Linked DNA regions of Mus musculus: regions 1, 2, 3 and 5 are each linked to region 4. The links are chromatin contacts, called in public HiChIP or PLAC-seq and promoter capture Hi-C maps. All regions are on one chromosome and are shown on one strand. The core of a region is the stretch at or near the end of the contact, and the rest is flanking DNA. Distances in the headings are between cores, read along the strand shown.

Evidence for each region. Promoter capture Hi-C pulls out the DNA fragments that hold promoters and counts their contacts. HiChIP or PLAC-seq counts read pairs in DNA pulled down with a chosen protein or histone mark. Capture Hi-C pulls out chosen DNA fragments and counts their contacts.
Region 1: a promoter capture Hi-C map of adipose tissue shows a contact between it and region 4. The contact joins the promoter of Cort here to the promoter of Clstn1 in region 4. A contact is called at or near these places in 6 of 39 promoter capture datasets (the HPC-7 cell line, HPC-7-derived erythroid cells, cranial neural crest and 4 more), 3 of 484 Hi-C or Micro-C datasets (cerebellar granule neurons and embryonic stem cells), 5 of 115 datasets of contacts at active chromatin or transcription factors (craniofacial prominence, embryonic stem cells, large pre-B cells and 2 more) and 3 of 9 other capture datasets (adipose tissue, liver and pancreatic islet).
Region 2: a contact with region 4 is called in a promoter capture Hi-C map of adipose tissue. The contact joins the promoter of Spsb1 here to the promoter of Clstn1 in region 4. A contact is called at or near these places in 6 of 39 promoter capture datasets (the HPC-7 cell line, cranial neural crest, liver and 2 more), 3 of 115 datasets of contacts at active chromatin or transcription factors (embryonic midbrain, pancreatic cancer cells and stem cell-derived neural progenitor cells) and 2 of 9 other capture datasets (adipose tissue and liver).
Region 3: an H3K4me3 HiChIP or PLAC-seq map of embryonic stem cells shows a contact between it and region 4, with 3 times the contacts expected there. The contact joins the promoter of Pex14 here to the promoter of Clstn1 in region 4. A contact is called at or near these places in 6 of 39 promoter capture datasets (the C10 cell line, cranial neural crest, hippocampal neurons and 3 more), 5 of 115 datasets of contacts at active chromatin or transcription factors (embryonic stem cells, large pre-B cells, pro-B cells and 1 more) and 1 of 9 other capture datasets (embryonic stem cells).
Region 5: a contact with region 4 is called in a promoter capture Hi-C map of hippocampal neurons, with 2.4 times the contacts expected there. The contact joins the enhancer-like site here to the promoter of Clstn1 in region 4. A contact is called at or near these places in 9 of 39 promoter capture datasets (the C10 cell line, cranial neural crest, hematopoietic stem and progenitor cells and 4 more), 2 of 115 datasets of contacts at active chromatin or transcription factors (both in embryonic stem cells) and 2 of 9 other capture datasets (adipose tissue and embryonic stem cells).

The regions. Positions count from the first base shown.
Region 1 is chr4:149,124,677-149,128,905 of GRCm38.p6, reverse strand. Cort (cortistatin) reads left to right here and starts at 2,143. Exons shown (of 2, transcript NM_007745.4): 1 at 2,143-2,379; 2 at 3,433-3,872. The coding sequence starts at 2,260. The coding sequence ends at 3,642. It overlaps Cenps (centromere protein S), which reads left to right. Exons shown (of 5, transcript NM_027263.2): 5 at 1-557. The coding sequence ends at 133.
Region 2 is chr4:149,952,370-149,956,756 of GRCm38.p6, reverse strand. It overlaps Spsb1 (splA/ryanodine receptor domain and SOCS box containing 1), which reads left to right and starts at 1,751. Exons shown (of 3, transcript NM_029035.2): 1 at 1,751-1,904.
Region 3 is chr4:149,097,456-149,101,935 of GRCm38.p6, reverse strand. It overlaps Pex14 (peroxisomal biogenesis factor 14), which reads left to right and starts at 2,093. Exons shown (of 9, transcript NM_019781.3): 1 at 2,093-2,164. The coding sequence starts at 2,129. It overlaps Gm46722 (a long non-coding RNA gene), which reads right to left and starts at 3,949. Exons shown (of 3, transcript XR_003955172.1): 1 at 2,797-3,949; 2 at 2,356-2,491; 3 at 2,158-2,259.
Region 4 is chr4:149,583,338-149,587,866 of GRCm38.p6, reverse strand. It overlaps Clstn1 (calsyntenin 1), which reads right to left and starts at 1,399. Exons shown (of 19, transcript NM_023051.5): 1 at 1,095-1,399. The coding sequence starts at 1,185.
Region 5 is chr4:149,218,301-149,222,645 of GRCm38.p6, reverse strand. It overlaps Kif1b (kinesin family member 1B), which reads left to right. Exons shown (of 49, transcript NM_001290995.1): 26 at 282-419; 27 at 1,856-2,104. Among named protein-coding and RNA genes, the nearest start is that of Pgd, 54 kb to the right of the region's middle. Within about 2 kb of position 2,450, at least 59 of the 459 cell types and tissues checked have an H3K27ac peak or open chromatin away from gene starts, as enhancers often do. A contact at or near this core is called in hippocampal neurons, where this site is marked.

The DNA.
Region 1 (4,229 bases), core at 894-3,393, 460 kb after region 4:
TGAAGAGATTGCCCAGCTTAACCTGAAAGGAAAGGCCAAGAAGAAAAGAAAGCCGGAAGATGAAAGCAGGAGCTCTCGGGAGTCCATGGCTGAGGAGCTGGACGGGGCTGAGGAGCTGCAGAGCGAGAGCTAAGGCCTTCATCTCATCTGGAAGCAGCGCTCGCCACGAGGGCAGTCTGCAGGGATGAGGACAGACATGGGAAGGACGGCCCCGTGTGTGGGCAGCTTTTCGTGCTGCCTGTTTGAAGTCATTCTCGGCAGAAGCTTAGAAGCTGGGAGTTCCTGCAAAGCCACCTCACGCGTCACGGGGCATAGGAAAGGCTTGCACTTGGGTGGCACAGCGTGACTTAGTGACTGGCAAAGTGGGCTAGCAATCAGCTGTGCTGGCTGTCGGGGTGAGCTTAGTCCTTCACTGTTTATTTCCCAGGTCGAATGCGGGTCTCAGCAGGGTGAATAAATAAAGCTGTGTTTGCTGAGCCCAGCTGCTGTGGCTTCAGGTCTCAGCCTCCATCGCGGTGACTGGTGGTCCCTGGGAATAAATAAAGCTGTGTTTGCTGAGCCCGGCTGCTGTGGCTTCAGGTCTCAGCCTCCATCGCGGTGACTGGTGGTCCCTGGGAATGAAATCTCTTACTCTTCAGGGCTGATTTCAGAAGCAGGGCTTTGTGGCTTTTCTAGCAGGTCTATAGAATTAAGCCTTGGCTCTCCCGAGGAGATGTCTGCTTGAAGGGAAAGTCTGGAGTGTCCCAAGGGCCCTGTCCTACTGTTGCTGTGTCCTGAAGGATGTAAGGTGTTCAGGGCCTGCCTTCTTTCCCTTGTGGAGTGGTAGGGGAGCAGAGGGATAGCTCGCTGGGTGTAGGCAAAGCCTGATGACCTGAGCGTCACCCCATGGTGGAAGAGGGACCTCGGGAAGGTCTCTAGAGCGGGGCGTGTTTTACTTTGGAAGGAGCCGACTTTCAGTTGCTTTGTTTCAGTCTCGAGCCTCCCTTGGATCTTGGTGTTCTCTAGTGTCTGAGATGGGGTTTCAGGTCTGTCTGCATATGCGGGGTCCATCCCTCACATCCCCACAATTCTCAACCTGGACCTGTGAAGGGCCAGGAGGTGGCCCAGGACTTTGTCACTGTCTTGGGAAGGAAGTGGGCTGTCAGCTGGCCGAGTCCAGGTTTCTCAGGAAGTGACTGTGACCTATACAAAGAAAGCATCCCTTACACTTGGCCAGTCTATCGACGTGCATGTCTACATTTTCAAAAATGGTATCTATGACGGGGAGAGGGAGATGCACGTGTGTGCTACAGCGGGAGTGTGGGTCAGAGGTCAAGTTTGTTAGGAACCGGTGTGTTCTTCCGTTTTACCATTATCTGGGGGCCAGAGTGGAGCTGCAGGTTACCAGGGTTGCATCGCAACTGCTGTGCTCAGTGAACCATCTTCCTGGCCTCGTTTCTTTCTATCTTTTTTTTTTTTTTTTTTAAAGAAATGTGCAAACTGCTGACCTGGGCATCTTGGAAAGCCCTAGACCAGGAACTCTGCAAGTGTGCATGTCACTGAGAGGCCCAGGACAGCGTCCGTGGCACTGAGATGCAGAAGGCCTTTGGTCCCGTCTCTCTTCTGCATCCGCATCTATACTTGAGCGAGTCAAAGGTCTAGCCTGGGGCAGAGGGCAGTCTGGGACATGCTCTTGGTTCATCCTTCCTTGCGACCTGGTGAACACTGGGGCCATCCTGTGACCCTGGGTCTTCTCTGTACCTGGTTACTTCTGCTCGTAGCCGATTCAGACATGCCTGCTTTTAGCTCCGGGGATGGACGGAACCGTGGTAGGCACGTGCTGGGCTGAGCTGAGCTGCGTCCCAGCCTGCAGTCTTGCTTCTCCTGGGTAAGACCCCACATCTTCAGCTCTTTACCCAGGCCTGATTTCATATTCTGTTAAATCACCCGGCTTTGTTCTGATGGCTTCCTGCTTGCCACAGGCACAATCACAAGGAAGCAGAACTCCCAGAGCAAGCGCGCATGTGTTCTAAAATAAGAGCAGATTCACTCCAAACACAGGAAAAGTCCCGAGTCTTTAATTAAGGGGCTAAATCCAACCCCACAAATGTTTCTTTCTGTGAGAGCTGATTGCTCCGGCTTGTGCGTCACCGCGTGAGTGTGGAGAGGCGTGTAGGTTTTCAATGAACGAGTGCAGACCCCCAAGCAGGTGGTGCTAGAGCTTAAAACACCACAGAAGAGACCCTCGTCCACCAAGCACAGACCTCAGCACGTCCGAGGATGATGGGTGGCCGAGGCACAGGAGGCAAGTGGCCCTCAGCCTTCGGGCTGCTGCTGCTCTGGGGGGTCGCAGCCTCCGCCCTTCCCCTGGAGAGTGGCCCTACTGGCCAGGACAGTGTGGTGAGTGCACCTGCTCAGTTTGTCTCTGTAATTCTGACCACTCAGTCCTGCATGATGTGTTCTGTGTTGTGGTGTGTGTGTGTCCCTAGGATTTTACAACGCCCCATTCAGACCCCTGGTCCCTGTTTGCCCTCAGTTCTCCTAGCCTGGGTCTGTCAGGGACTCCTCTCTGCTGGTGTCTGCTTTGGAGACAGGGATTGCTTCCAGCTGTCACAGCGCTCCACCGTCTTCTCTGCCGTGAGACCAGTCACACGGACTTCCAGAGCCTTAATTTATATACACAGCTATACTCTCACTCGCTCAAATAATTCCTGCCCTCTTGTTCTCCATGGTGTAAATTTTATAATTTCATCAAATGATTTACTTTCTCTTTTTTCCATTTTTGAAAAAGTTCCAAGAAAGAGTCCATAAAGTTGACCATTAAAAGTGGATTTTTCTTTGAGATCACCAGATGAGTTTCAGATGGGTCGTTTATCATCAGAGTACTCCTAGAAACTTCCTGAGGAGTTTGAAAGAAGGCCCAGACTTAGCGACTCAGTCTGTTCTGATTTCTGAACATCCAGGAGGATGTGTGGAGGTGGGAGAGCCTGTGGACCCAGGGCCTCTCAGCTGGCAGCCATTTTGACAGCTTTCCTAGTCTCAGAGCTGAGGACCTCAGCACAGATTATAAGGTAGAAGTTAAAGCACTTTATTTGTTTTCAAGATAAGGCCTCACTGTGTGTAGCCCAGGCTAGCCCAAGCTCACAGTACTCTATCTGCTGTTGCCTCCTGACTGCCGAGTCCAAAGGTCTCTGCTACCATGCTTGAAAAAAATCAGCATTTTTATTTATTTATTTATTTATTATTATTGGACTGGTCTGTTTTTCTCCACTGAGCAGTTTCTCTAGAGTCCGTCTCACTCTGACTTTGAGGGAGTGTGGTTTGTTAAGGAACAGTTTGCTCTCTGTGGGGGGTGGGGGTGGGGGGGCATATCCGAAGGCTGAGTGAGTCCCAGTGAGTGAGTGGTGAGTGGTTGCTTTTCTCTCCTTTGTTATCTGCTTCTCTAAAACACAGCAGGAAGCCACCGAGGGGAGGAGCGGCCTTCTGACTTTCCTTGCCTGGTGGCACGAGTGGGCTTCCCAAGCCAGCTCCAGCACCCCCGTCGGAGGGGGTACCCCCGGGCTGTCCAAGAGCCAGGAAAGGCCACCCCCCCAACAGCCCCCACACCTGGATAAAAAGCCCTGCAAGAACTTCTTCTGGAAAACCTTCTCCTCGTGCAAGTAACCCCACCCTGGGCATAGCACCCTGGCCACCCTGTGAGATGCCAACGAGACCTGAATAAAGACTGTCAATCAGCGGGGAGCTTTCTTCTTATGTCAGCTTTGCCTCCCCTGCCCTGTGAGAATCATTGGTTTCAGTAATGCTCGCTACCGACAACAGGTCAACTAAGGGATTGGAGATTCAGTGACCCCCTCCAAATAAAATGGTGGTGGCTCTTGCTCCAATCAGCAGAACCATTGGGCTTCCGTCCCCTTCCTGGTGCTGGGAGGTGAGGGTTATGTCTTCTCTTGGTCGACATGCACGTGCGCGCATTTGTGTGTGTGTGTTTGAGTGTGTGTTTGAGAAAAGGTCTGTCTAAGCTCAGGCTGGCCTTGAACTCCTATGTAGTTATGAGTGACCTTAAAATGATTTTCCTGCCTCTACCTCAAGTGTGGGGAATATGTCCAGTTCAAGGCTGTATATTTAAGAGTTCAAAACAGAGTTTATTCTTAGCTTTTGGAGGTAGGGTCTTACATGTAGCCCAGTTGGTCCTGAACTCCCAGCCTGTCTTGGTCTCTTGAGTGCTGGATACAGCCATGTACCACCACATC
Region 2 (4,387 bases), core at 502-3,001, 370 kb before region 4:
AAATGGACAGCTGCCATTCTTTTTTTTTTAATTAATTAATTAATTTATTATATATAAGTACACTGTAGGTTTCTTTAGACACACCAGAAGAGGGTATCAGATCCCATTACAGATGGTTGTGAGCCACCATGTGGTTGCTAGGACTTGAACTCAGGACCTTTGGAAGAGCAGTCAGTGCTCTTAACCACTGAGCCATCTCTCCAGCCCCCCCGACAGCTGCCATTCTAACCATTTGAAACAGCTTCCATCTGTTCTGGAAGCTTTCCCCCAGGCAAAAGACAAGTCTTAGAAGAGAGTACATAGTCCCAGGTGTAGTGCTGCAGTACCTGCCCTGTGAGGTGACCGACCACACCTGATAAGGGACACGTACTTCTCGCTCAACATATGGAACATGCTCTCTTTCCAAGCTATATGGGTCAGTGGCTGCCGTGCTCACAGGGAATGCTTCAAATTCCCAGACTTTGAAGAGTCCAACAGGAGGGAGTCACCCCCCTGAGTCACCGGCAAGGCTGCCTGCTCGAAGAGCCAATAGCGCCCCGGAGAGGCCGCTTTCCCCACGCAGACCCACCTTGTCCATAGCAGTCTGGAAGCTTCTGTGTTTTCAAACAAAATTGGCAACAGTGAGGTGGTTGGAATCTACACAGTAGCCTCCGGCCCTTCGGGTCTTTACAGTGAGTGATTAAATAACTTCAGCGGCCACAGTATTTATAGCAACTTCTCTAGCATCCCTCCCCACGTATGGGTGAGGAGTGGGAAGATCTTAAGGGGATATCGCGAAGATGGGAGTGAAAATTCCCTCAGTCACCTGTGACTACTCTCTTCTGTAATGACGGGAAAGGAAAATCCCTTTCAGACTAGAGCTTCTAACGGTGTACTTTTAATGTGAAGTCCCTGTCGCTTGTGCCATCCTAAACTCATTGTCTAGGTACTGTGGACGCCTATGCGACCAGGACCTCGGGGTCTTGAAGTTCTGAGTTGCCTGTCTGTCTCCATGAGCGCGGAAACAGTAAGTATAGAGCAGCCGGATTACACATGGACTCATAGACAGTTCCTTTGCACGACAGCATTACAGAACCTTAACCCGGAGTTTCAAACGAGTTAAGCAAGATCTTGCTCCTGTGATTACTGCTATAACCTCACCCTGCCAAACATTTTTTCCCTAAAGAATGAACCTCAGCTCCTCAATACAGTGCTGGACACCACCGCAGCCCCCGCGCAGGTTTTCTGTTATTATGATCCTGGCCTTAGGTCCAGCCTTTCCTAAAAACTTCTCCAGAGGAATCAAAGCTCTTGCTGCAGAGGCCAAGGCAGAGCGATGTATGTCTGAGCCTACAGCCCTTCTGCAAGAAGGTGGTATCGGGGGCTACAGAGTTCGCAAAGCCCCAAGCCTGCCCTGCCTCAGAGCCCTGCGCGCTCCGGGCTCTCGGGCGACCAGCGCCGCTCAACGCTAGGAAACCCAGCGCTGGGTCGGAAAGTAGAGGGGCGTGGCAGGAGAAGGGGCGTGGTGTAGGGCGGGGCTAAGCGGGAAAGTGCGGAGGGGAGGGCTGTGAGGAGCGCCAGGCAGAAGGGAGGGTTGCGATAAAAAGGGCGTGACCTGAGGCGGGGCGTGGTGAAGGAGCGTGACATGGGGCGTGGCAGGGCAAATGGAGGCGGGGTGGAGCGTACAAGCCCCGCCCACGGCGCGTCCTTCTTTTTTCTCCGCCCTCCCACCTTAGAGCTGTCGGTGGCTTTTTCTTCTCAGCGCAGGAGTCGCGCTCGAGCGGCCCGCGCGCTTGCTGCAGGAACCAGCTCCAGGCGCTGGCGCCGGGGCCACGGGGAGGAAGCGACTTCGCTCTCTGCAGCGGGCGCGGCCCTGGGCACCGCGAGCCTCCGGAGCTCCAAGAGCTGCGGCCTCTCTGTGCGCGGTAGGCGGCATGGGACACCGAAGACCGGTTGGGTGGGCGCGCGTTCGGGCTCTGGGATCCGGGGATGGGGGAGACACGGGGACCACCACGCTGAGAGAACTGAGAGGGTGGGCGCGGGGCAGAGCGTGGGCATAGGGTGGGCACCCGGCGTGGAGCCATGATCGATCTTGGGTCCCCGGAGAGGGGCCGGGCGCCGCCCAGTGCGCTGCCGCTTCTGCTGCGGAGGCTCTGGGGTCCCACCTGCGGGGGCGGCATTGGGTGGGGACCTCAGTGGAGCGGGGACAGTCGCTCCCTAAGATGAGCCTAGGCTGCAAACCGAGAAAGAGGCCTGGGGCTCTCCTTAGTCCCAGGGCGCCTTAGGGTTCTGATTGTTGAGGGGGACTCCCATCGCCAAAGTCGAGGGGACCCCTTCTGCCCCATGCATCGCGACCCTGCTGAGTTAAGTTAGTTTCGCTTTTCCCGCCAGTCCGGGCTCTGATTTGTAGCGGCCCTAGTCCCCCTTCCCGATCCGGCCCCCGTAGCGCCTCTCTCTGGGAGACTGCCTGGTGACACTGCGCGCGGCGCCAGCCACCCCGGAGCCGCCGATGCTTCTCCGGGCAACCGAGGTTATGTCAGGAAATCGATGGAAACAGAGAAACAAGAGCAGCCTGAATCGGATGGTAGAGCAGAGGATGAGTTGTCCCGCGCCTGACGAGTGTGCGAGGACTTGCTAATCTCCAAGTTTAAGGATGTGCCATGGCAAAGACTGAATGTTCACAAATGGTGCCTGTGAAGATGTTTGCCAGCCAGGAAGTTGTGTGTGCTTTTGCGAATGAGAGTGTGACCTTGTGAGTTTCTGTTCGTGTCTGTTGTTGTGTATCGTTGTGAATATGTGTGTTTCCTAAATGTTCTTGCCTGTCTGTGAACAGTAGTGGGGCTGGCCATTGGCTCTGGAAGGTTGTGGAGTATAACTCCCCTTGCTTGGTTGGTTTTGGTAAGTGGGGTATTGCTGGAGTGCTGGCTGGCACCTTTCCAGGGAAGCTCCTGCCAGCTGAGCGGGGCTCAGGCTCCTCTCTCTTTTTCTCTGAACTCAAGCTGTACAGTGTGGTGGTGAGCTGGCAGAAGCTGCTTCCTGAGTGAGTAATAGTTAATTAAACACTTTAGTTAGTAACATCAGAAACTGCTCATGAGCTGAGTTTTAACAGGTGTTTATGGTAAGAGCGCCAGCCCCCATGATGAAGGCTTGGTGTCCTTGAAGGTTTAGGATCGCCGACGAGTGTGTGTGTGTATGTGTGTGTGTGTGTGTGTATGTGGGTACACACACACACACACACACATACACACACACACTCACACACACACACACACACACACACACACACACACACACACACACACACACACGCTGAGGTAGGATGGCCTGGAGGGAGTTGGCTTTCTTCCTAATTGTTAGACTCTAGGAGAGAGTGGGATTGCCTTTTCCTTTCTGCCCTACGCCTTCCCAGCTCGCATCTCTGGGAGGCAGAAAGCACTACACTAACATTAGTGGTACAGACAGAGGGAACCATTCAGTCAGAGAATCCCAACATCATTTAGAGACTATCTGCCCAGACCAACCCTTTCCCAGTGGAGGCCCAGAGAGGTTGGGTGATTTAGCCAAAGTGCACAGCCAGGGCTATGCACCAAGACAAAAATCCTGGCTGTTGCTTACTGTCCCTAGCTCTGAGGTCATAGGCCAGTTATCTGCAAACTGACGGGCTGGATTAGATCATCTGAAACAGTTCTTCTCCTTTTACTGCAGGGAACACTTCTTCCAATAGATCGAAGATGTTATCTAGATGGGAGATATGGAGTTTCTGAATCCGGAAACTTTACAAGCCTTTTTCTTCCTTAGCCTGTATCCCACTCAAATCAGCCAGACCAAAACCTGGGGAGAAGCCATAACTGTCAGTCTTAGGAAGGCTGGTTCTTGCCTGGGGCCCTGGGTGAAGTCACTTAGGGGGTAAATTAGGCTTCTTGAGTGCGAGGCTGTGCCAGCAAGGGTGGACACACCCTTCAATGGATTCCTCGTGGCTGCTGCATAAAATGGGTCCCCTTGGAATCAGCAGAGATGTTGAATTTCTCCTTGCTCCCCAGGCGCTTCTCATAGTGTTGTGAGTTTAATCTAGGGACTTCACACCAGTCTCTTTCAGAAATAGTGTGTGGCCAATATTCATGAATTGATTCATCTTTTTGTTAGGATGCACAGTGCATGGCAGGTATGCCTCCATGGGTCTGGGCGCCAGCACACAGTCCCTGCGTTCCCTGCAAGCCAGATTAGTGAGAGCAAGAGCAAAAGGCTGCCTATCACCCGGGGCTCTCAGTGCCGTGCCCACCCTTCTGCAGATGGCATCCCCGCCATTGGGCTCTGCTGTGAGCTCTCATCGCACTCCTGCTGGGCAACGGCTGGCACTGGTGGCAGCCTCCAAGCCAAGTGCTTGACACATTGCATTGTCTACACTTCT
Region 3 (4,480 bases), core at 844-3,343, 490 kb after region 4:
TTGTTATATCGCCTTGTCTTTGGTTTATAAGAAAGTAACTTTGAAATGAAAAAGAATCCTCTTTCTTTTTTTGTACTTCTGGCTATAAGATCAACCTTTTCTGTTCTGCTCAGTGGGAACACTCAACAGTATCTTATAGAATGGAGCGGTGCCTGGTTACAGAATTGAAAATAAATAGAAATGGGAATTAAGAAAATGTGTCTCTTGGCAAGAAAGAATGATAAGATCGCAAGTCAGAAAGTAAAGGGAACCATGAATCACAGAGCTGATTCATTACTGCCTGGCAATATATTCATCCCTCCTGGCTGTGATACAAGTCTGGTTTGTTGTTGTTGTTGTTGTTTTATTGCTCCAGTGTTTAACATGAAAAGAATTGGCACTGGGGGTGTGGGTCATTGGTAGAGCATTTGCTTAGCACACAAGGACTAGCATCATATACATACAAAATAGTGATGTTGGTGGTGGTCGGGTGGTGATATTAAGGTTAAAGAGCAGGGCATACTGGTACACTTATAATCCCAGAACTCTGGAGGCAGAAGCAGGGGATCTTGAATTTGAGCCAGCTTGGACTACACAGTGAGACTCTGTCTCAAAAACCTAAAGCAACACATCTAACAATTCAGCTACCATAATGATGGTTCACAGACTGCTCCTCTCTCCTCAAATGTCCCCAGTTCTCAAAGTCTGGGTGTTCCAGTCTTCTGCCTGTATAAATTTTTTTTTTTAATTTAAAAAACAAACCAACCAACCAACGGGAACCTTACATAGTCTAGATTGGCCTTGAACTCAGCATATAGCCCATGTGCTGTGGTCACAGTTGTGCACCACTGTACCACGTAGTCATTGTGCTGGAGCCCAGGTTTTATGCATGTGTTACCAACTAAGCTATATCCCCATCTTGAGATGTCAGTTCTAATACAGAGGAGAGGCAGCCTGAGAAAGCACTATTGTGCACATGGATTTCTTATTTATTTATTTGTGGTTGCTGGGATTTGAACTCAGGACCTCTGGAAGAGCAGTCAGTGCTCTTAACCACTGAACCATCTCTCCAGCCCCAACACATGGGTTTCTTAAGACAGAGCTGCAGAACGCATGGTGGCGATCGCCTTTAATCCCAGCACTTGGGAGGCAGAGGCAGGCAAATTTTCGAGGCTAGCCTGGTCTACAGAGTGAGTTCCAGGACAGCCAAGGCTACGACAGAGTTTTGAAAAACCAAAAAAAAAAAAAAAAAAAAAAAAAGAAAAAGAGAGAGAGAGAGCGAGCTGCAGAGTGTTGTTGGAGTTTATGAACGCTTCTGAGAAACAGTAGGTACTTAACGAATACTAGTGTACCGAATGGCTACACTATTTTTTTTTTTTGGCTTTTTTTTTTTTTTTTTTTTTTTTTTCCGAGACAGGGTTTCTCTGTTGTAGCCTTGTCTGTCCTGGAACTCTCTCTATAGACCAGGCTGGCCTCGAACTCAGAAATCCGCCTGCTTCTGCCTCCCAAGTGCTGGGATTAAAGGCGTGCATCACCAGTGCCCGGTCGAATGGCTAAATTTTAACTTACATTTTCATGTGTTTATTAAATAAGTAGTCCCTAAATGTGCCCACGATGTTATGAGAATAGGGAGAGATTTACTTCAAGAATAAAAATGTGTGGCGCACGCCTGTTATCTCAGCACCTCGAGGTGGAGGCAGGAGGATCAGAAGTTCATCTAGGGCTACATAGAAAGTTTGAGGCTACTTTGAATTACGTGAGGCCTTGTCTAGAAAACAAAAACAAACAAGTCTAAACATACAAACATGTAAATTTATTTTAAAAAGAGGGTGAACCTGGTGGGTGATGTGGGGAGAGTAGGGGGAGAAAATTAGGAGTAGATGTGCCTAAACCACAGCGTTTATACATCAACAATGTAAAACAACAACAACAAGAGATATTCTATTTTTTTAAAAAGAATTTGAACTATGGATTTTCCTGTAAACTGCAAGATAACCGGGACACCAGTCTCACTCAATCCTTTTTGCCGGGAACCCGCCCCCATCGACATGCTCGGGACCTTCTACTTTGGTCTAGTCGGGAGAACTAGTGCAAGCGCTCTTGGGAGAAACTTGGGCCAGCGGCGGTCGACTAGTCAGGCCTGAGGAAGATGGCGTCGTCGGAGCAGGCAGAGCAGCCGAACCAGGTGAGGGGAGTGGGACTGCCCCGTCGCGACTGTCAGGGGTCGCGGCTGGGGCGCCGCTGGGCGCGCGGCAGGCAGTGGGGCGGCGACCCTGACGCCTTGAAGCGGAGGACCCCCGATTTAGTGTTTTCTCTGGGCCCCGCCCCTCTCCGGTCCTCCCGGCCCGGCTCCTCCCCCGGTGACCCCGCTCTCACCACAGTCCCGGGTCGGGGTCTCGACCGGGTCTCAGGCCCTGGCTTCCCGCTCGGCGACCCCTCGGAGCCCTCTGGGCTTGGTCAGGAAGGGTGGCGGGCTCCGGTTAGGTCCTCAGCACACAGCTGCAGGGCCCTGCTGGAGGAGAGAGAGGTGGGGAAGGCTCGTTGGTACCCGGCTGTCCCCTGTCGGGAGGGGCCTGGCGACTCCCGCTCCCACGGCCTCAGCCCCCAAAGTGCCAGCATCTGGGGCTTCATTCACCATGGGGCTTTCTTTCCTTTTCAAGTTGGGGCGCCGCTCTGAGGACTCCTTCCCTCCCAGTGCGTTAGTAGAAAGGGGACGTACTTTAAATAACAGACGCCACTGAGCTTTAGCTGAGGATCCAACCCTCGCTTGGCTGGGTTTGGTTGTCTTAGCCAAGGACTCCCCTCCGAGTTCTTCACCTGCAGATTTAACCAAATCCCGCTTCGCTTGTGGGACAGTGAGGGCCACTGTTGATGCTTGGGCTGCCTGGAAGTCGTGCTGATATGGCCTCGGAAGGGGTTTCTAAGCCAAAGGCGGAGTGGGATGTGGAGAGGGTTTTACCACCAGTGTGCTGGCAGGCAGAGGGCAAGTTATGTTTACTTTTGATTTTTTGTTTATTTTTGTGTACATGTGCGCAGCATGGTGCTGGTGGGAGGCAGAGGACAACTTTGCCGGAAACGGTTCCCCCCTCCGTCCGCCATGTGGATCTCAGATGGAACTCAGGTCCTCAGGCTTAGCAGCAACGCCTTTTGCCTGCTCAGCCTTCTCTTTGGCCCCAGGGCAGTGCTGCTTATCTTAAGTCTCTCTTCTCTTAGTAAAGTGCAGAAGTGGGTAGCAAGGTTTTGTAGCGAGCCCTAAATCACGTGCACCGCCGGGCCTTGATTTCAGCTCCCGAAGAAGTGTCTCTGCTCTCTGGCTATCTTATGTTTCAATGTGATTAGGATAGACCTAGGAGGAGCAATATTTTTAGCCTGGGAAGCTCATCATTCATTTGTCAACATCTTGAAGCACCTTAAAGAGTTTTAAACCACTTACAGATATTTCCCTTCCTTCCTAGGCAGAGGACTACTACTTAGAGTCTTACTGCCTTTCTACTTGTGATAAGTCGATTAGGGGGAATCACACTTAAAGGCGCTGGACACTCAGATCAGCCTCTGTTAGTGGTGTGAGTGATTCAGGAGGAATGTGTGTGCTGTAAGGCATGGGAAACAATTAGGACCAACTCTGGACTCTGCAGTGTCTGAAAGAGGGACCTTCCTTTCTTGTGGTATCCCACCTCGCATGCTAAACTGCAGCGAGCCTCAGGGTCTGAATTTTTTTCAAACCTCTGTAGGGATTGAACTGTGTCCACAGTTTCTGGAGGTCCAAGGTCTTTCAGGGTTTGGCCACCTTTGTGTGGGTTGAGCCTGTTTCTCCTTTGCCCTCCTTTCCAGAGCTGACAGATGACATTGCGTCAGAATGTGCTGGAAGCCTGAGGAAAAAGTTGTCCTGTCCTGTCACTATCTAACAATACACTGCAAATACACACTTAAAAAATATGTTATGAATGGGGCTGGAGAGATGGCTCAGTGGCTAAGAGTATTGGCACTGGCTGCTCTCCCAGAGGTCCTGAGTTCAGTTCCCGTGAGCCACATGGTGGCTCACAGCCATCTGTAATGGGATCCGATGAACTCTTCTGGTGTGTGTCTGAAAACAGTGACACTGTACTCATATAAATAAAAATAAATAAATCTATCTACCTACCTATATATGTGTATGTATAATATCTCCCTGTGTAGCCCTGCCTCAGCCTCCTGGATGCTGAGATTACAGACATGCAACTCAGGTCCACTGAGTTCTAGGTTTTTTTTTTGTTTTGTTTTGTTTTGGTTTTTCAAGACAGGGTTTCTCTGTATAGCCCTGGCTGTCCTGGAACTCACTCTGTAGACCAGGCTGGCCTCGAACTCAGAAATGCCAGCCTCTGCCTCCCAAGTGCTGGGGTTAAAGGTTTGCGCCACCACTCTTGGCTGAAGAGGGCTTCTTGACACACACACACACACACACACACACACACACACACACACACACACACATCCCTGTGGAATCAGAGTTACAGACTTGGTG
Region 4 (4,529 bases), core at 150-2,649:
GGCGAAGTCGTGGTGTCCACCTAGCCGCAGCAGAGAACCGGGATCTTGGGAAAGTGATGCGGAGGAGTGGAATCTTATGTAAGCACACACCAAAATCCTTGCGTGCATCCCTGGGCTGATCATCCAACACACGTACACTGCATCCCACCCAGGGGCGCACCCCCCAGGCTGCATGCGCTACTGGAAAGTGGGCTAACTCCCACCGCGTGTCCCCAGATCTCCCCAGACCAGCACCTCAAGCACCCTGGGGCTACAACTAGGGCAGTCATGGCCCAGGTGCCCCGCCCGGGTACAAAATTGGCTTCCCCAGGCATCTGCAGCGCGCGCCTAGGTTCTCCGGAGCTCTTCTCTGAGCGCCTGAACCTGAATCTCACGTAGCGAGCGGGCTCGATGTTCCGCACTCAGCCCAGAGCCCCGCTCCCAGGCAATCAGTCACACAGTCGGGTCGGAACCCCGCGCCCCAGCAACACTACCTCACTCGGCACCGATCCCTGTGCGCTGACACTATTCCTGCACTGGGTCCTGTACCTGTGCACCTGATACGATCTGGGCCCCGAACCTTGCTGGAGACGATCTGCGCACCGGGATCCGAGCCTCGCCCAATACGACGCGCGCACTCGGACCTGAACCCTCAGCCCTGGCACAATTCCCACACTCGGACCCAAATTCCGCGGCCCTGCACGACTCCTGCACTCTGCCCACCTCCTTGCACCCGGTTACTATGCCCGAACTCGGACCCAACCTTGCCCAATATGACTCGCGCACTCGTATCCGAACCCTGGGCCTCGGCACGATCCCCACACTCGGACCCGAACCTTGCCTGATACAATGCGCGCACTAGGACCCGAACCCTGGGCTCTGGCACGAGTCCCGCACTCGGCCCAGAACCCAGAGGCCCTACAGGACTGCAGCACTTGCCCATAACCCCGCCGCCCCGCATGACCCTCGCACTCAGCCCCCCACCTTGCACCCGAGCACGGTTCCCGCACCCGGCCCCGACCCGAACCCCGCGGCCCCGCATGACTTCTGCATTCGGCCCAACCTTGCACTCGGTTCTGACTCCCGCACCCGGCTCACCGCGCCCCGTCGCTTACCTCGCGCGGCCCAGACCCCGCCGCCGCACAGCAGCCCCGCCAGCAGCAGCCGGACGGCCGGGGCCAGCGCGGGCGCAGGGCGGCGCAGCATCGCTCGGGCTCGGGGCGCCACGGCCGGCCCGACGCGGAAGCAGCAGGGAGTCGCGCGGGACGCCGAGAGGGGCGCGGGCAGCCGGGGGCCGGCGGCTGGGCGGCGCGGCGAGCACCGGGATGGGAACGGCAGCCGCCGTGCTGCTGGGCCGCGCGCGCCCTCCCCTCGTCGGCAGCGCTGCGCTGGAGGCGGCGGCGGCTAAGATGGCGGCGGCGCTCTCTCTCGGGTCCGGCGAGGGTACCCGGCCGGGGGCGGGGTGGCGGCGGGCGGGGCGGGGAGGGAGAGCGCGCGCGCACGCTCCCCGCTCCGCGGGTGCGCGAGCCCACAGGCTGAGCCCTGGGTGCGCGCCTGCGGGGACGCGCCGAGGAAGATTGGCCCGGGAGCAACCGGGAGGGACCCGCTGGACGCGCCCCCTGCCCGCGGCCAACCCGGAGCATCCACTCCTCCTCCTCGCGCGCGCCCCTGGACGCTGCACCTGGAAGCCCCCCAAGGCACCTGGGGATCCGCTCCTTGGTTTCCGAACCTAAGGACTTGTCCTACTGCAGATCCTAGGGCCTCAGAGCTCCAGCACCCGGCCACTTCATCCAAGCGGTGTCACCTCCAAGCACCTCGGTGACCTCCTCTGCCGAGTGGAGGTGATGAGCAAAGCTTGTGGGCTCAGGAAAGGTTGCAGGGACACAACTCATCCCAGTGAGTTTGGTAAAAGCCTAGGGTGGCTGTACTTGTTCTCCAGCTCCAGTCTGGGGGTTTGGAAAGGGACTTTTGTCTCCAGGGACTCCTGATTTACCGTAGAAACCTTTTGTCGCTTATTTATAGCCTTGTAGCGCGATAAAGAAGATGCTAAGTACCCTTTAGGAATATGGAGAGTCAAAAGAAGGGCCCTTTCTGGGGTTCTCTGCAGGGTTCTCTGGAGTCTGTCCCTTTTCCTTGTATGTCTCCTGTAATCTGGATGGACAAACAGACACACACACACACACACACACACACTGCCCTATTCTAGAGGAGAGGGCTGACAGAGTCACGGTGGGCTTCGGTGAGCACACTGTGTTGCAGCTGAGGAAAGTGAAATGCCTTCTCAGGTCAAACAACTGAGAGTCATCAGCCCTGGAGGGCAGGGTGGCCTCATTAGGGAGACACCCACAACACAAACCTCAACAGCCCTGCAACAGTTATTTCGGCCACTGTTGGAAGAGTCGCCAGCGATGTCCAGGGCGTGTTTGAGAGAGGATGGGGTGCTGGTGGGCCAGCTTGGGGAGAGGGTGAGGAAGGCGGACAGCCCTCCAGGCTGGGTGGAGTATGGCCTGTGGAGAGAGAGCATTGTTTAGGAAAGTTTGGGCAAGAAGCCCACAGAGGTAGACTGAGGTGCCTGGACACGGCAGGACAGAGGATTTGGACTTGACGCTACAGGAAGACCTTCAACAGCTGTGAGGAGAGGTACGGTGACCTGTGCGCAGACCAACCGACCTACCGAGACAGGGTCAAAGCAAACTGTAACGGAAACTCTCCTCTCTGTCCTTTGTTTCCTGACCTGTCCCCACCTCTAGACCACGCCCCAGCACTCCTCCCAAAGATGTCTGACTGCGGCTGCACCTGCCAACCAACGTTGTTGTTGACTCTTGAGAGACTTCCTTTGGCCACCTCAGCTGCTCTAGGAAGTTCTGGGAAGACTTCCCACCTCAGCTGGGCCCTACACAGCATAGAGTATGCTGTTGGTGTCTTCACCCAAATCCATTCCTACCCAAAGCCAGCAGCCCCTGACCCAGCCTCCTTTACCCCTGCCCTGAGAATGTCAGGACTGCCTCCCTCAAGAAGTCCTCCTGGAATGTTCCTGCCCCACCCACTGAAACCATATAGTCCCCAGTCAAGCTGCTTGCTATCTCAAACTCCCCGTCACTAATCCAGAGTGGGAAAGGACTGGACTGGATAGTACAAGCCGACAGGACTGCACTGGAATTCTCCTCTCCCTCTGCAAGTGGCCGTGCGCAGATCATGAAACTTTCCGACTCTCTTGCCTCCCCTGTGAAATCCAGTAGCAAAACCCACATCTTTAGAGTCTGGAGATCTATGCCACATGATGAAATCAAAGTGTCTCACAGGGGGCTGGGGATGCAGCTCAGTCAGCAGGGTGCACGCCTGGCATCCAGGAGAGCCTGGCTCTCCATGCACTGGGCAGGATGGCCCATGCTTGCACTCTCAGAACTCCGGAGGTGGAAGCTGGAAGAGCAGAAATTTAGATCGTCCTCAGCTACATAGGGAATTTGAGGCCAGTCTGAGATACAAGAGATCCTGTCTCAAACAAACAAACAAAAACAAATAAACAGACCTTGGCTGAGAGAGATGACTCAGGGAACAAAGGCCCTAAAGGCTCTTGCCACCAAACCTAATGACTGCATTCAATCCCCAGAACCCACAAGCTGGGAGAGATCAAACTCCTGCAAGTTGCTTTCTGACTCCCAGATGTGTGCTGTGTCTACACACACACACACACACACACACACACACACACAGGAACACACAGGAATGCACAAAATAATAAAATAATAAAGTTTTATTAAATTATTTTATTATCTTATGTGCATGGGTATTTGCCTACATGCATATTTATGTACCATGAGGAGGTGCCCATGGAAGCCAGAAGAAGGCATAGCATGTCCTGGAACTGGAATTACAGATGGGTGTTAGCAGCCATGCGGGTAGGCCCTGGGAATCAAACCCAGGTCTTCTGCAAGAGTAGCCAGTGCTTTTAAACCATTGATTCCATCGCTATAAATAATAATAATAATAATAATAATATGTTTCATAGAGTCTGACATACAATGCATGTAAATAGATGGTACATGCATTTTCCTTTGGGAGTTGAAGGCTTCTGAGGCTTGGCACACTGTCAGGAACATAGTAGATACTTGGTAAATATCCTACTGTGAATTGAGTGAATTTCTGTGTCCATTTTAGTAGTAGTAGTAGTGATAGTCTGGAACTCACCAGTTTAAAAAAAAAAGAAGAAGAAGAAGAAGAAGAAGAAGAAGAAGAAGAAGAAGAAGAAGAAGAAGAAGAAGAAGAAGAAGAAGAAGAAGAAGAAGGAGAAGACTCTGCAGGTTTCTCAGAAACCTTTGAGATTTGCAGAACATGAAACCAAGGTCTCATCTCAGAACTGACTGGTGTCAACAGACCGGTGCCACAGGGAAATTTTAATGTATTCAGTTCTATTAAAGACAGAAACAAAGATCTTCCCTGTGTGGAGTCCCAAGCCCCTTATCTCTCCTCCTCATGGTCCCTTCGAAACAAAGCAGTAGATGGAAAGGGCTGGCAGCGGACGGTGTGGACTGGTGAGCTGGGCAACCTGC
Region 5 (4,345 bases), core at 1,201-3,700, 370 kb after region 4:
TCGCTCCCCTCTCCCTCCTCTCCCCTCTACCTCTCCCCCCCCTTTGCTCTCACGGGTGTGCACACACATGTTCTACTCTACGTTCTGCTGACTTTTGGTGGCTTTCTCCACTCCCGCGTTCTGGATGCTGAGAATTCGGGTTTCTGTGCTTCTGTTTATGCATTGTGCATTAAGTGACACGAGCAACCTCTTAAAATACCTGGCACGCAGATAGTTTCCAAAATAAAGTTATAGTGACGTCTCATGGTGTTAACTCAGTGTACCCCATATCCGCTCAATAGGCAGAGACTGGATCTGATGCGAGAGATGTATGACAGGGCAGGGGAGGTGGCCTCCAGTGCCCAAGATGACAGCGAGACGACCATGACCGGCAGCGACCCATTCTACGATCGGTTCCACTGGTTCAAACTTGTGGGAAGGTATGTCACAGTTTTGTTGTTTTTAAAAAATGAATAACAAGTACTTTTAACTTTTTAAATGTCAGTAGAAAGTATACAGGGGGAAGGGGTGCAAAATGCCCCTTCTCAGGCCAGGATGGAGCTCACCCCTGATGTTCCAGGTTCAGTTCCTAGTAGCATTGGAAAAAAAAGACAAACAAACCCAGAAACCCACCTTCTCTCTTAATGTTAATCAGAACCAATGTGTGGTTTAAAGTATTTACCTCCGTTTTACACAGTCTGCATAGTTTTTATGTCATACTTTGTAGCCAGCGTATTTGACAGCCATCCCGGACTCTTAACTTTCTCACAACATGTTTCATAGTTGATCAAGGAAAATTGAGAAGAAAAGAAACTGTTTCTGACTCCTGTACACTTTAAGTAGACATCACAGTGTGTGCTACCAGACTGAAGTTGTTTCCCAGAACCTGACTGGTCCTCTGTGATTTCTCTTAGAAGAGTTTGTCTTTCTGTAGTCATTGCCCGGGGCAGGTTAACTACACCCCAGGGTAGGCGGCCTCTTCGGGTCTCTGCCTCCATCACGTTCAGCGTTCTGTGAAAACAAAATGCCCCTGTGGAGTTCCAGAAACCTGGCCTTAAGAGGTTGAACATGTAAAAGCAAGGAATCGCGAATGCTTAAGAGGGTTTATTTTACTTTATGTGGATGGGTGCTCTGCCTGCATGCTGTCTGTGTGCCATATGCATGCCTGATACCCACCAAGGCCAGAAGAGGGAACTGAATCCCACAACTGGACTTACAGATGGTTGTGAGCTACTCTGTGGGTGCTGGGAACCAAATCTGGGTCCTTCCTCAAGAGCACCCAGTGCCTTTAACCATTCACCTTCTCTCCCAGTCCCAGGAAATGTGACCTTTGAGCTTCCTGGTTTCAGACTTTTGAGTTACTCTTTACTGTAAATGCCCTGTGTTGGTATGTAAGAAACCCAGAAATGGTGTTGCTGGTGTCAGCCTTTTCCACTCCACTCTGATAGCGGACTAGGGTTTGCAGACGTGGGCTGTGCAGACACAGCTCACTCAAGCCGCTTCAGCACACAGACAAGAGAACTCAGACACTTAAGGCCTTATTTTATTATCTCTGTCCTGAGTGGCTCCCGGAGGACAGGGTGCTCATCCTCTGTGTGAACTGAGAACATAAACATGTGTCGTGTGATATTTCCCTGAGATGGTCTACTCACGGATGCTCTTTGCCTTCCTTATTCTGAGGGTCTTTCCTTGTAGATCTCTTCAGCCTGCCCCGATCCCTTTGCCTGAACCGTGCAGCCTGTGTTCCTGTTGCTCTTTTGCTTTTTACCGTGATGATTCTGTCAGTGCATTCTGTCCTGTTGGCACCTGGGCATCCTGTTAACCGACTATTCCTCTCTCCCTGCCTGTGTTAATCGGCGTCTTACCTGGTGTCTAGCTCCCCTATTTTCCACGGCTGTGTGAATGAGCGCCTTGCCGACCGCACACCCTCCCCCACTTTTTCCACGGCCGATTCCGACATCACTGAACTGGCTGACGAGCAGCAGGATGCCATGGAGGACTTTGATGATGAGGCATTCGTGGATGACACCGGCTCTGACGCAGGGACGGAAGAGGGATCAGAGCTCTTCAGTGATGGGCATGACCCATTTTACGACCGATCCCCTTGGTTCATTTTAGTAGGAAGGTTGGTGAGGTCATTGTGAGAAAGGCCAAAAGGGACCAGCTCTTGTTCTAAATGCCTCTGTGCAATTTTGGCTAGAAAGAAAGCCTAGGCCTTATCTATCCATAAGGCACAATCTACTTAGTACTCTATACAGCAGCTTATGAAGACCACCTGGAGGACGGCTTGACCCAAATTGCCCAGTAATTTAGCTAAGACTCAGAGGTGGTTGTTTCAGTTAACGTGACTGTGGTTCAGATGTTTCATCTCTAAAAGAATGTGCTTATTGAAGCGTAAGGAATAGCACTAGCAGGGGCACAGCAAGCCCGAGGCCAGGCTGGGGAGTTTAGATCAGAAGCTAAAGGAATGCAGTGGGCTTGGTCATACAAAAGAATAGGAGTGCCTAGCTCTCTCTTGGCAATGATGGCTGCCGTGCTGTGTTCTGAGCCTATCTTGGGCTTCTGCCAGGAACAATTGGTTGGTTTCTGTGAATCTCAGGAAGTTATCACCAGCATCAGTATTTGTTGGCTGTACACGAGACTGCTTTACATTGAGGTCGTTGCTCCCGCTATTGCTGTGCATATCTCTCTGTCAGAGGCAGAGGTTCCCGGTATTTCTATCATCCGCATCCCCTCTTCAGATTAAAGTAATTTTAAATTTGACAATAAAATGCTCACTGCCATAAGCTGGATGTGGTGGTGCACACCCACAGTCTCCGCACTTGGCTGGGGTGGAGGCAGGAATATTAGGAGTTCAGGGTTGTACTTGGCTTCAAGTTATACCTGGTTGCAGCTAGCTTGGGATACATGATACCCTGTCTCAAAAAAAACAAAACAAAAAGATCAGGATTAACAATGCATAAGAAGCACAGAATGCTGAGCCCTTTTACAATAAAGGCTCTGTCACTGCTGGATGCTCAGCACCGGCTGCACAACAGCGCAGTGAGTCTCCTCACACGGCAGAGACACAGGACTAAAGCCTGGTTGTCACGTGGTATCCGACACCTAGGGGGACTCACTGTAGGAGATAATGGAAGAGTGGAAAGGAAAGCTTTCAGAGAAGTGAGCACCTAAGTTAATAAGGCAGTCTGCAGTTTACGCACAGTCCTCCATGAGCAAATGTGCTGAGATTACATGAGCACAAGTGTTGTTTGCTTGTGGGATTGCCAGTATTAGGATTTAGAGAAGTCAATTTATTTATATTAAAATTAAGAAAAGTATGTACAAATGGTGCTTCATTTTCTAGATTTCTGTGTCCCTCAATGTATTTCCATTCTATTCTATTCTTTTTTTTTTTTTTTTTTTTTTTGGTTTTTCAAGACATGGTTTCTCTTTGTAGCCTTGGCTGTCCTGGAACTTACTCTGTAGACCATGCTGGCCTTGAACTCAGAAATCTGCCTGCCTCTGCCTCCCAAGTGCTGGGATTAAAGGCATGTGCCGCCACTGCCCGGCTTTCCATTCTATTCTAAGGTGGCAGTTAGTCATGTCTGTCTGCCGTCTTCTACAGCACCACAGTGTGAGGAGTAGATGATGTCATCTTATGTGGCCTGGTCAGGAGAATCTTGACACAGTGGGTCCTGACATCTCTGTTGCTAACTCAGGACAAGCAACTCAAATGAGTTGGGGGAGGGAAGAAGGGTCTTAAGAAATCCTTTTTCCCTTCATCATTTATATTCTGTTACCCATACTAGCAAAATGAATGTAGCCATTAATACTTCTGCTTAGGACCAGGCATAGTGGCACATGACAGAGGCGGGCAGATTCCTATTCAAACTCCTGGTCTACATAGTGAGTTCCAGAAGAGCCAGAGCTACATAGTGAGAAAAAAAAAAAAGACTCCGTCTTGGGAGCATTTGCATCTTAGGTCAGCTTTGTGAAAGCGCTGAGGCAGACTCCTCCCCAATGGGGCCACTCACTAGGTTGAAGGACGTGTGGACTTTTGCGGAGCTATGGCCTCAGGAGTTGACTTTTCTGTTTGGATTTCTGGGTTCTAGAACTAACACTGTCTTTCAAAAAGGGGCTTGAGGTTTGGTGATGTGGCTGGAGAGAAGTCAGTGCTGATTTCCTATCACCACACAAGATACTGGGAGAAGGTGAGGTAACAGCAGTGAGTAAAGGGAAGAAGAGTTCTCCGTTTTTGCCCTCAGCCATATTTCTCCAGAAGAGCAGCAGCATTCAGCGGTGCAGTGGTGATGGCTGTGATGGGCGGTGCTGTGTTAGCGGGGTACCTCCTGTTCCTGTAATTCCCGCTGTGTTAGCGGGGTAA